4 separate regions of the Sus scrofa genome follow, and regions 1, 3 and 4 are each linked to region 2. The links are chromatin contacts, called in public Hi-C and targeted proximity ligation maps. All regions are on one chromosome and are shown on one strand. The core of a region is the stretch at or near the end of the contact, and the rest is flanking DNA. Distances in the headings are between cores, read along the strand shown.

Region 1 (2,700 bases), core at 135-2,634, 680 kb before region 2:
GGACCTGGCTTCTCACCCAGGTGACCTGGCTCCAGGTCTGAGCTCTCTGCATTCCCCTTGGCTTCTTCCTGGTCAGGGAGCTGCTGCCCCCAGCAGCGGCTGGAGAGACTGCAGATGCAGACAGCAGATGACAACATTCTGGCCACCCAGGTCAGGGGCCTCCCAGGCTTCAGCAGCATCCTGAGCTGAGCTCACCAGCTCTCAGCTGAGGCTCTGGAGAGATTCCCTGTTCACCCACGCATGGAGAGGGGAATGACGGTCAGTGAGCCCACAGCGACTCAGGCGGGCCAGAGGAGGACCCGGGCACCCTTCCGGACCTCTCTCCCTTTATGGGAAGTGGGCTCCCTCTGGCAGCATCTTGCTCCTTTTGGTCTTTCGGCTACTCGTGGTGCAAACGGATGGTGCAGCAGGGCCAGAACTGTCCCAGTCTGCAAATCACAGCCTAGTCCAGACCAGTCAGGCTTCCTCGAGCAAAGCACGCTTTCAGGTCGGTTGTCCTTTCTCCTCCTGGAGAGCCTTGCTGCCCCTTTTCCCGGAAGGGCTTGTCCCCTGTCTCCTGGCAGTTTCTAGGAATGAATGGAGGAGTAGCGCCAAAGGGCTACAGGGCATTGGCGGGAGCAGGGTAAGGGTTTTCTTTATAAAAACAGCTCAGCTGTGTATAGCACTCTACAGTTTATAAACTCTTTCACATCCATGTTATCATTGTGTATTATTTGGTTCTCACAACTTTATGAGGCAGATAGAGGAGCGAGTGGCATATACGGATCTTCTAGGAAAGGGCACAGAATTCCAAGTTCCATTCCTTCTCAATCCTGCCACTTACCCTGAGCAAGTGCATGGCTTCTTTTTTGGTTTTTCTTTCCTCATTGACTGCAAAAGATAACTCATTTTTTTTTTTTTTTTTAGGATGGGTGAACTGGGGGGGGTTAGTTTCAATACCTTTAATTTTTTGAAAGGTGGTGATACTCTCTCGCAGCAAGGCTACTCTGCTTTAGGACTCCAGGGCGTGCTAGTCGCATAGAATACCCTGTGATGGGGCCCCTCAAAAGTGTGCCCCAGGTGGCTCTCCTCATTTGCATGTCATGGGGATTAAATGAGGATTCAATGACGTAATGGATGTACCAGCAAAAAGCCTGGGAGGTAGTAGGTGATTAGCGAATGCTTAACGAGCGAATGAACTGCTCCCTCAGTCATGATGGATTTGGGGGGACGCTCACAGGAAGGAGGAAGTAGTGCTGGCTCTCTGTGGCTGGCGTTGCATTTCCTGCCCATTTTTCTGTGACTTTTGCCAAGTTGCCCTTTGTCCGAGGTCTCTGGGCTCCCAGCCGGCTAGAGGCACGGACTTCTCTGTGGGGTCTGGAGAGCTGGGCCTGGGCTGAATAATGACCAGCCTTCCGCTCACTTGAAGTTTCCGCTGGGGGGCTGGAAGCCACAGTATCCAGATGGCTAATTGCTTTGTGCCTGTTTCTGCAAATCACAGTGATTCACTGTCCCTGCTGAAAACACGCTCTCTTTTCAAAGATTTAATGGTTTCCAAAATTAATTTAGCCTCATCTGTTATCCCCCTGCCCTTCTAAACTGTCCCCTCCCCCCTATACCCTCCCCCCATTCCCTGGATGGAGCTTTCTGCTCCAGAAAGCTGGCTTTCACTCCACAGAGCACAGTGGAGAGGAGTGGGGCACCCAGACACCTTTCCAGGGTCACCTGAGCACATACGAATGTGGATTTGGGGGGAAGACGCCCAGGAGGGAAGGGCTGGTGTCAGGGACACACTTCCCGCCATCCTACATGCTTTTGGCCACATAGCCCACGGATACTCCTAGATGCCGAATTCCAAGAAGCTCCCGTTTGCGCTGTTTTGCTTATAAAACTCCCAAAGATCATCTGTTTTTCACATGTGAGGGACATAATCAGCTTTGCTCGTTTTAGATGGTTCACTATGGTCCGTGAGGCCTTGGGACCAGAACCCTGGCTAAGAGACCAGAATAGGGAGTTTGCCTCCTGATTCTGCCCTGTTTCTTTTTTCTTTTTTTCTTCCTGGGGGCGCACCCACGGCATATGGAAGTTTCCAGGCTAGAGGTCAAATCGGAGCTGCAGCTGCCGGCCTATACCACAGCCACAACAATTCAGGATCTTTAACCCACTGAACAAGGCCAGGGATCAAACCTGCATCCTCATGGATACTCGTTGGTTCTTAACCCACTGAGCCACAATGGGAACTCCTCTGACCTGTTTCTTGACAATCTTTGGCCTTCCTTTTTTTTTTTAAATGAGAGTTGCAACATTTTATTTCAGGTTCTCTCTCTCTCTCTTTTTTTTTGTTTTGTGTGTGTGTGTTCCTTTTTTGCCACACAGGCAATATGTGGAAGTTTCTGGGCCAGGGATTGAACCTATAGCACACAGCAGCAACCAGAGCCATACTGGTGAGAACTCAGGAGCCTCAACCCGCTAGGCCATCAGAGAACTCCCATCTTTGGCTTCTTTTTATCCCAGTAACATAAAGGTGATATAATCTGTGAGTTCCCTCATGGCTTAGCAGGGTAAACATCGGGCTTTGTCATTGCTGTGATTCTGGTTACAGCTGTGGCTCAGGTTGCAGTTAACAGTTGCCACAGTTTTTTTTTTTTTTTCACGTAGTTTCCTTTTCATAACTATTGCTAACATTAAAAATGTTCTCTTAGGATTTCCCGTCGTGCTGCA
Region 2 (2,700 bases), core at 57-2,556:
TATGTGTCCCATAAAGCCTTTTCCAATCCATCTTTTTTTTTTTTTTGTCTTTTTTCTTTTTGGCTTTTTAGGGCTGCACCTGCGGCATATGGAGGTTCCCAGGCTAGGGGTCGAATTGGAGCTGTAGCTGCCGGCCTACACCACAGCTCACAGCAACGCCGGATCCTTAACCTGCTGAGCAAGGCCAGGGATTGAACACGCAACCTCATGGTTCCTAGTTGGATCCGTCTCTGCTGCACCACGACGGGAACTCCTGCAATCCATCTTTGTTCCTCTCCTTCAGACGAGGATTCCCGCTGCAGAGAGAAAAGCTGGGCTGGGGCTGAAGGGCCTTGCTGTTGCTGCTGCCCCCGCCCCCCGGCGGCGGGGGGCGGGGGGCGGGTGTCAGACACTGAGCGAGGCACTCTGTGTTCTTACTGCATTTAATCCTTACATCACCCTTGCGAAATAGATACTCTTTTATTACCTTTTGCAGGTGAGTCAGCTGAGGCTTAGGGCAGTTAAATAACGCGCCCAATGTCACACAGCCACCAAGTGCAGAGCTGCAACCCAGGCACAAGTCTGTTGGCCACCAAAGCATGTGGTTTTAATAGTCCCCAACGCTGCTTTTGGGCCGCCTGCTCTCTCCTGCTTGGCGTCCCCAAGTTCATCAGCTGGAGAGGGGGCTAGGGGCTGGGGAACAGAATGGGAACAGGGAGCTTGCCTGCCTGGAGGCCAGTCCTGTGTCCAGTTGTGGGGGGGGACAGGGCAGTGGCCAGGGCAGGGCAGTGAGCAGTGGGCTCTTCACAGGAGAGCATGCCAGGACCCTGTGTTGTGCCTGAAGTCTAGGTCAAGGAGGAAAAATGGGCTCTTTCTACCTCCTGCCTCTGGTCTTTTCCCACTCCCATCCTCACCCCTGGAGGGCTGTGGAGTTTCCCTGATGCCTGCCTGGCCTGGCCATTTTTTCCAGAACGGCCATCTGAGGCCCAGCGCCAGGCCCTCAAGAGAGCAGGCCTAGAGGTCTGTCTCCAAGACCATGCCACACCCAAGAGCCAGGGACAGAGGCTGGGAGGGGCCTGGCCAGGCTGAAACAGAGGAGGCGGGGGGCAGTGCCAGGACCCCTCTTCCCTCCCAGGCACTGCTCCATCACTCTTCTGAGTGCCTGGGGGAGCGAGAGAAGGGGGGCCCCCCCGAAAAGGATCACTTGGGCTCTGCTGGGCGAGCTCCCCCTGCCGGCCGCTGCCTGCCTCTCTCCTAGGACAGGCCTTGCCCCTGGCTGCCAGTCCAGCGCCAACGTGGAGACTTGGCCGGGCCAATTACGGCTAACTGGCGCCCTCTAGCGTCTACCTCTCACGGCCCAGCTGCCCCTCCTCCTCTGGGGTTAAGGGCACATCACACAGAGCTCCCCTGAGCCGCTCCCGGTGGGCAATGCCCCAACCTAACAAATATCTTCCAAACCAGGACGAGTCTGATAGTAAGAGGGGGTTCTGCTGATTATGAGGCTGGGAAAATAGACATAAAATGGGACTGTTCCAGGCAAGTCGGGACATCTGAGCACCCCACTCAGGTCAGACGTAGCCCTCAACCATCTGATGAAGCCTCCAGAACCATCTCCGGGAGGCAACCCATGAAGGAAGTAAGAACCCCATCAGCACGAGGGCCGCGAGAGTAGGTGCTCAAGGAACGCGTGATGGATAAACGACTCTGAGCCACACTTGGTCGTGGTACTCCTGGTCTGGGCCGGCTCGGGCAGAGTTCCAGCTGGGCGACCAGCTGGGCGGCAGGGAAGCTGCAGCCAAAGCTCCTTGTGAAGCAGGAGGAGGACGCTGGTTCTGGAGCTTGGCGCACGGTAGGGGAACGGGGCGTGGCGCTGATGGAGCAAAACGAAACATCGGCCCGTGATGAATCAAGACATCCTCCTGCATTTGGGGTCTTGCTGTGGCATCTCGAAAAGAAAACCACCCCTCCAGCAAGAGAAGGGATTTCATGTTGTGGCTCAGTGGGTTAAGGACCCGGCGTAGTGTTTGTGAGGATGTGGGTTGGATCCCTGGCCTCGCTCAGTGGGTTAAGGATCTGGTGGGGCCGTCAGCTGCGGCCTAGGTTGAGATGGGGCTCGGATCTGGCGTTGCCTCGGCTGTGGTGTAGGCCGGCTGCTGTAGCTCCCATTTGACCTCTAGCCTGGGCATGTCCATATGCTGCAGGTGGGGCCATAAGAAGAAAAAGAGAGAGAAGTGTGTTTTGACAGAGCGCCTCTTCTGGCTGGTTTTGCCCGTGGGCCTTTCTTGCCACCCCTGGCACCAGCTTTCGAGATGACCTCTGCTCTGCTGGGCCCCTTCAGTGACTAACACAGGCAAGTGTGTGGGCCGCCACCTGTCCCTGCCTCCACCCCCTCCCCCTGCATTTCCTCATCACTGCCTTGTGGTTTCTGGTTTCTGGGGGCCAGGCCTCAGGGAGGTGTGATAACTGCTGACTCCCTGGGGCTCCCTGAAGTGGGCTGATGTAAGAAGGCTGGCATCTGTGACCCCTGACCCAGCACAGTGACTGCGTCTTACCCTCAGGAATAAACCCAGTGGAAGGCCCATTGGCCGGAGCCAGGACAGAAGGACCAAAGCAGGCTTGAGAGGGCAGAAGAGGGACCGCACAGCCAGAAAGCCCAGGGAAGATGGGAACAAAGAATTTCCACATGTAGGGGCGGGGGGAGGGCCTGACAGGGCTCAGCTT
Region 3 (2,700 bases), core at 111-2,610, 540 kb before region 2:
TAGGATTTCCTTGGGATATAGATGAGAGAGGGAGAGAGCGCAATAAATAAATATTACTTTTACAATCAAAAAAGCCATTTTCATTAAAAAATAAATTGGAAAGATCCAATGTCACTGACCTAGCTCAACGATTTTCCGATTTCCTTCTAGCATATTTTATTTCATCCCTTTTTTTTTTTTTTTTTGGTCCATGCCAGGGCCAGGGATCCAATGCGAGCCACAGCAGTGGCCAAGCCTCTGCAGTGACAACGCTGGATCCTTAACCCGCTACACCACAAGAGAACTCCGATTTTGTTTTTTACTATTATAGATATTGTATTTATGGGTTTTTATTTTGATTCACACTTGGTTTGCCATAAGTAACCTACAGTTACTCTAATACTGAAAAATAAACGGAAAATATGAAATGCAAGAATGCTAACGATCAATAGAGTGAACGGCCTGTTGACCTCTGCTCCACTCATTTTATACACGTTCCACGAATAATACCCAACCTGGATGGTGTTATGGCTCAAAACACTTTAGTTCATTTCACTTTCATAACAGCCCAGTGAGGTGGGGGCACCTTCTGGAAGGTAAAATAACTTGGTTAAAGTCACTGGCTAGCCCGGGGAGAGGTTCAACAGCCTGGTCCGGAAAACAGGAACAGGTCTTTGGAGGCGCTTCTAGTTACACGAGAGCTTTTACTACGCTCTGGCCTTTGTTTCCTCATCTGACAGTTACCTTCACAGACTCAAAACCTGCCTCTTCCCATCGAGGCACAGGGCGGCCTGGGGAAACCTGTAGTTCACACCAAAAGCCAACAGGCTCCATGCCCAAGGCCCCAGTGCCAAGGCAGTAAGAAGAGAGAACACGGTCCGTCCCTCCCGCGAGCAGCGGCTTCTGCAAACTGGCCCCAGACTAACCTGACCAGGTCGGTCATGCAGGAGCCCACCACCACCACTGCCGCCGCCACCTGCTCCTGCCACTGCCTCCCGGGTTCCCCAGACGCGGCCATTGCTCTACGTCGGCGCTCTCCAACCAGGAGGCTGCCCTTTAACCTTTGCCCGACCCGGTAACCAGGGACGCCACTCCTACGCTCCCTAACGACGCGGGCCTTGCAGGACGTCCGTGCGGGTCGCCCACCTGAATGCCCGAAATAACCCCGCCCACCAACTGCCCCCAGTTCTTCCAGGAATTGTCTCCCTGCACAGCTTCCCGCTACAGAGCCCTCCTGATCGGTCCAGACTCCGTGCTGCTTGCCGCGCACGAGGCAGGCGCCGAGGCAGGAACTTTCAGGCACTGCGGGGACGCCTCTCCGAGCGCCTGGCCTGGCGCGGCCGGGGACGCGCACGCCGCCCGGCTCCTGGGCCGCAGAGGGGGCGGGGCGGGACGTCCGGGGGGCGCGCACGCATCCGGCCCGCGGTGCGCGCGCAGGTTGGTGCGTCGGTCGGGGGCGCGCTCGGGTAACCTGTACCCCACGTAGTCGCCGGTTACCGATCGGACTAAGCTCCAGGTACCTGGACTGGGGCTGGTGCGGGGAGGTTGGATCCCGAGTCGCACAGGTGGTGCTAAGGACAGTGGTTTAAATATGCCCAGGGCTCGCCTCCTCTTTCTATAGAGAAGGCCCCTGTTCCAAAGATGCCCTGTTCATTCCCATCATGCTGGCTCCCTAGAGAACGAGCCCCCAAGGCCAGAGGCTGCTCTTTCCATGCCTAGCCCGCCCCTGGTCCCTGATTAAGCTCAGCTCCTTCCTCCTTCCCGCCTGATGAGGGGATCGTACAATTTGGGAGAAGGAAGAGCCTCTGGTCCCTTTTAGATGTCCCCCTTTGGAGCGGGATGTCATTCTTTGGGTTCGAGTCGACTTGTTTTTCTTGAACATTGCCCCTTGGAGAAATTGCTTCCCCCGTGTAACTTCCCTCGTGCGCTGCGTGACGTCGACGTGACGCAGCAGGACGCCACCCCTTTCCGTTCCATGACGTAAGCTGGGCACATGTTTCCGTGTTTGTCATCCCATCTTAATTGCAAGAAACTGACGATGCTTCAGACGTCTTTGTATTCCCCAGGCTGCCCATCAGAGGACCTCATGTGACCCTATTTTGAGGCAGCAGATCCCTATAAAAATTGTATTTCTGCATTTTCCTTCTGTAATACGTCAAAATCAGGAAATAGAAATTGCACAATTAGCATTCAGGGGAGGCTGACCACCGTAAATTTTTGCCTATCTAGGATCTCTTATTGTGCTTCGATGTGTAAAGTTACTACTGGGGGTTGAACCCCCATCCGTGTCCCTTACTCAAAAGGATTGCGCCAAAGAACCATCTTTTTTGGCTGTTTGGTGACCTGTGATTTTGGAATCAGTGGTTTTTTTTTTTTTTTTTCCTTAGAGAAGTCACAACAGCTCCTGCTGAAACATTTTAATGCTGCATGAAATCTTGCACTGTCAAAAGATAGTGTTCTGGCTGTGCTGGAAACAAAGACAAATTCATTCCTTCAGGTGTCATTCTAAGGTCATGCCAGTTGCTGAATTGAATGGGATGTTGTCACCTTAAGTATAGTTTGGTTTCTGGAGCAGGTTTGTTCCCTTTAGTGTTTGCCTGGTGAATCACTAGGCTTCAGCAGTAGACCAACAGTAGTCTAATTTGTTTCTGGTTGTCAAGCAACCATTAGTTTAAATTGGTGACTTTTTTGCTCACATTTTACTAGATGTATGCTTTTTTT
Region 4 (2,700 bases), core at 132-2,631, 620 kb before region 2:
AGCAATCCCAGATCCCAGCCACATCTGCAAACTACACCACAGCTCATGGCAAGGCTGGATCCTTAACCCACTGAGCGAGGCCAGGGTTTGAACCTGTGACCTCATGGATGCCAGTCAGATTCATTTCCGCTGAGCCACGACAGGAACTCCTTCTATTCTAATTTCATAATTAACCAACAGCTTATTTTCCCATAATTAACCAATAATTTAGTCACAATTTACCCATGAGATTCATATCGAATCTCTGGGTTTTAGCTGCCGTTTTGTGTGAGAAGTGACGTTGATGTCGGCCCAGTGGGAACCGTTCTGTGGTACTAACACTGCATTCCCAATAAGCACCAAGGCAACAGATTTAGCTTCCTTCCTGCCCAGATATGTTCCCTCAACAGTCTGTAAAGTTTTAAAGTTAAATTATACATGCACCGGCAGCTTGGTGTTTAAGAATTCCTATGGCAAAGTTGTTTATAAAGGCTAACCCTAACCTCCAAGGGAAAAGTCCAACCACATTCTTCTCACGCACAGACACACTGACTGGTCTGTTTTAAAATCTTGGTTTCCATCGATCGGATTTGCTCGAGGGATTTTCTTTTTGGTCCTCTCTGCAATGACTAGTTATGCGGCAATGGACACTTCGCTTCCTTCCTGAGGTCATGACTCCCTGGCACAAGGCTGAAGTGAGGAGGTGCAGACCCTTTCACTGCCAGCGTGAGACAAGTTCTGGGCATGAGAGTGTAGTGCCCACACCCACGGTCCATCCTTTGTGACCATCACTCAGCTTTCCATTGAAGAGAACATGTCTGAAAATGAATCTATTTTTCAAGTCTCTAGTGGTCACTAGTCAGGCAGTGGTCTTCTGAACACCAAATACATGGGTGGGCTGAAATGGCAGGATTTTATTTCATTTTTTAAAATATTTATGTTTATACATTTCTTTTCTTTCTTTCTTTTTTTTTTTTTTTTTTTTGCTTTTTAGGGCTGCACCTGCAGCATATGGAAGTTCCCAGGCTAGGGGTCTAATCGGAGCTACAGCTGCTGGCCTGCAGCACAGCCACAGCAACAGAATGGCAGGATTTTAGATACATTCACCAAGGTGATGAATCAGTCATTATATAGACAATAAGGTGGATCTGGCCAAGGGAATGATAAATCCAGGCCTTTCCTAAGTTCTTGGCCCCGACATAAAGCTCAGACTACCAGCATCCTGCCTGCATGACACCACTTTCACTTTTCATAGGACTTTCTGGTTTATAGAGCATATTTGTAGACGTGATTCACTTTGAATCTCCTTCCAGTTTTGTGTGGTAAGCAGAGCGGGTCTTTCATTTTCCAGATGAGAAAGCGAGTATGAGAACTTGCTCAGGGTCAGCTGGCTAGGTGGCAGTACTGGGCTGTCTCAGTGGAAGGCCAGTCTCTGTGACAGCAGCCCCCTGGAGGGAGGCCACACGTGAACACCGACTTGGCTCAAAAAGAAAGTCGTTCTTTAAAACCCGGCAGCACATCTTTGAATATCCTCAACGGAGGCAATATGTCATCTTCTAAGTCAGTCTCAACCTAGAGTGTGCGTCAGAATTGCCTGGAGGGCTTGTGAAAATGCAGATTCTGGGCCCCGACCCCAAAGGTTCTGATCCAGGAAATCTGGGGCGGGCCCACGGTGCGTGTTTCTAGTGGGTTCCTGTTTCTAGTGGGTTCCGAGGACCACACCCTGAGAATGACTATCCCAAGGAATTTATTTCTGGAAAGAGTGAATCATTTAAATCCACGTCTAGTGATTAAGGTGGGGGAATCAAGCTAGGGCATTCCACCAGTGGCCAAAAACAATGCGCAACCGTAAAGAACAATACCGGCTCTGAGGGAAGTCTGAACGCAGAGCGCCAGAAAGCTGCTGAGTAATGGCATTTTGACCGGACTAACCTCTCTGGATGCGTGCTAAAGAATTCTTCTCTTAAGCGTTTAGGAAAACCTCACACAGTCCTACATGCCTGAGACGTTCCTTATCAACCTTTTATTTTCCAGCTTCAGAAAAACCAAAGAAACCATGGAAATGACACCCACATTAGAGAGAATCAATATCAAGAATTAATCGCTGTTTGCGGCAGCCGCAACTCAACAGGCTGGTAGCGCAGAGTCCTTTCTATGCTGCAAACCCGATGGTTGTGGAAGATGAGGGGAAAACTTTGCCTCTTGCCACCCTGACTCTTCCGTTGAGATTGGAATGGCAGAAATGCAAAGAGCTCATTTTGAATGCCAAAGATAAACATGCAATATCTTATGGGGGAAAAACATTCTAGCAGGAAAGAAAACTGAACCACATTAGGTACTGAAGCGGGGAGTCAATCCTTCATGTCACGGTAGGGGAAAAAAAGAGGTAGAGGCTGGCTTAAATATTGGTTCTAATTTTATTTTCAATTCTACATTACATTAAACTCTCCTTGTACTCCTCTTTAATTTACACCAACTGCTGACACAAATTGGTGTGCCTTCTCGTCTTTGACATCAGTATTTCTCTTGAATTATGCATTTCCATCTGGAAGGAGGTTTATGGGGATAAAGCCTTCTTTCATTTAGATGGATAAGAACAGAGAGGGATCAATGGGGGGGGGTCAAATGCAAAATCAAAGTAAGTGGGACAATAGATGTTCAAGGCAGCGTCTCCCTGCCCCAAAGGATTGTAAGTGGTATTGCAGGATGACTCTGGTCTTT

The links. Hi-C and Micro-C count contacts between places; a contact is called where the count stands out from the background.
Region 1: a contact with region 2 is called in a targeted proximity ligation map of alveolar macrophages. A contact is called at or near these places in 1 of 5 promoter capture datasets (liver), 1 of 47 Hi-C or Micro-C datasets (embryonic fibroblasts) and 2 of 2 datasets of targeted methods (alveolar macrophages and skeletal muscle).
Region 3: a targeted proximity ligation map of alveolar macrophages shows a contact between it and region 2. A contact is called at or near these places in 3 of 5 promoter capture datasets (fetal skeletal muscle and liver), 5 of 47 Hi-C or Micro-C datasets (embryonic fibroblasts, heart right ventricle, liver and 2 more) and 2 of 2 datasets of targeted methods (alveolar macrophages and skeletal muscle).
Region 4: a Hi-C map of embryonic fibroblasts shows a contact between it and region 2, with 2.4 times the contacts expected there. A contact is called at or near these places in 6 of 47 Hi-C or Micro-C datasets (embryonic fibroblasts, fibroblasts, heart right ventricle and 2 more) and 2 of 2 datasets of targeted methods (alveolar macrophages and skeletal muscle).

The regions. Positions count from the first base shown.
Region 1 is chr3:111,466,750-111,469,449 of Sscrofa11.1, reverse strand. No RefSeq gene overlaps it. Among named protein-coding and RNA genes, the nearest start is that of MRPL33, 29 kb to the right of the region's middle.
Region 2 is chr3:110,783,632-110,786,331 of Sscrofa11.1, reverse strand. No RefSeq gene overlaps it. Among named protein-coding and RNA genes, the nearest start is that of PLB1, 44 kb to the right of the region's middle.
Region 3 is chr3:111,327,074-111,329,773 of Sscrofa11.1, reverse strand. It overlaps BABAM2 (BRCA1-A complex subunit BRE), which reads left to right and starts at 1,360. Exons shown (of 12, transcript XM_021088348.1): 1 at 1,360-1,495. It overlaps RBKS (ribokinase), which reads right to left and starts at 998. Exons shown (of 8, transcript NM_001315776.1): 1 at 906-998. The coding sequence starts at 997.
Region 4 is chr3:111,403,337-111,406,036 of Sscrofa11.1, reverse strand. The region is part of intron 7 of RBKS (ribokinase); the gene reads right to left. Among named protein-coding and RNA genes, the nearest start is that of TRNAE-UUC, 9.4 kb to the left of the region's middle.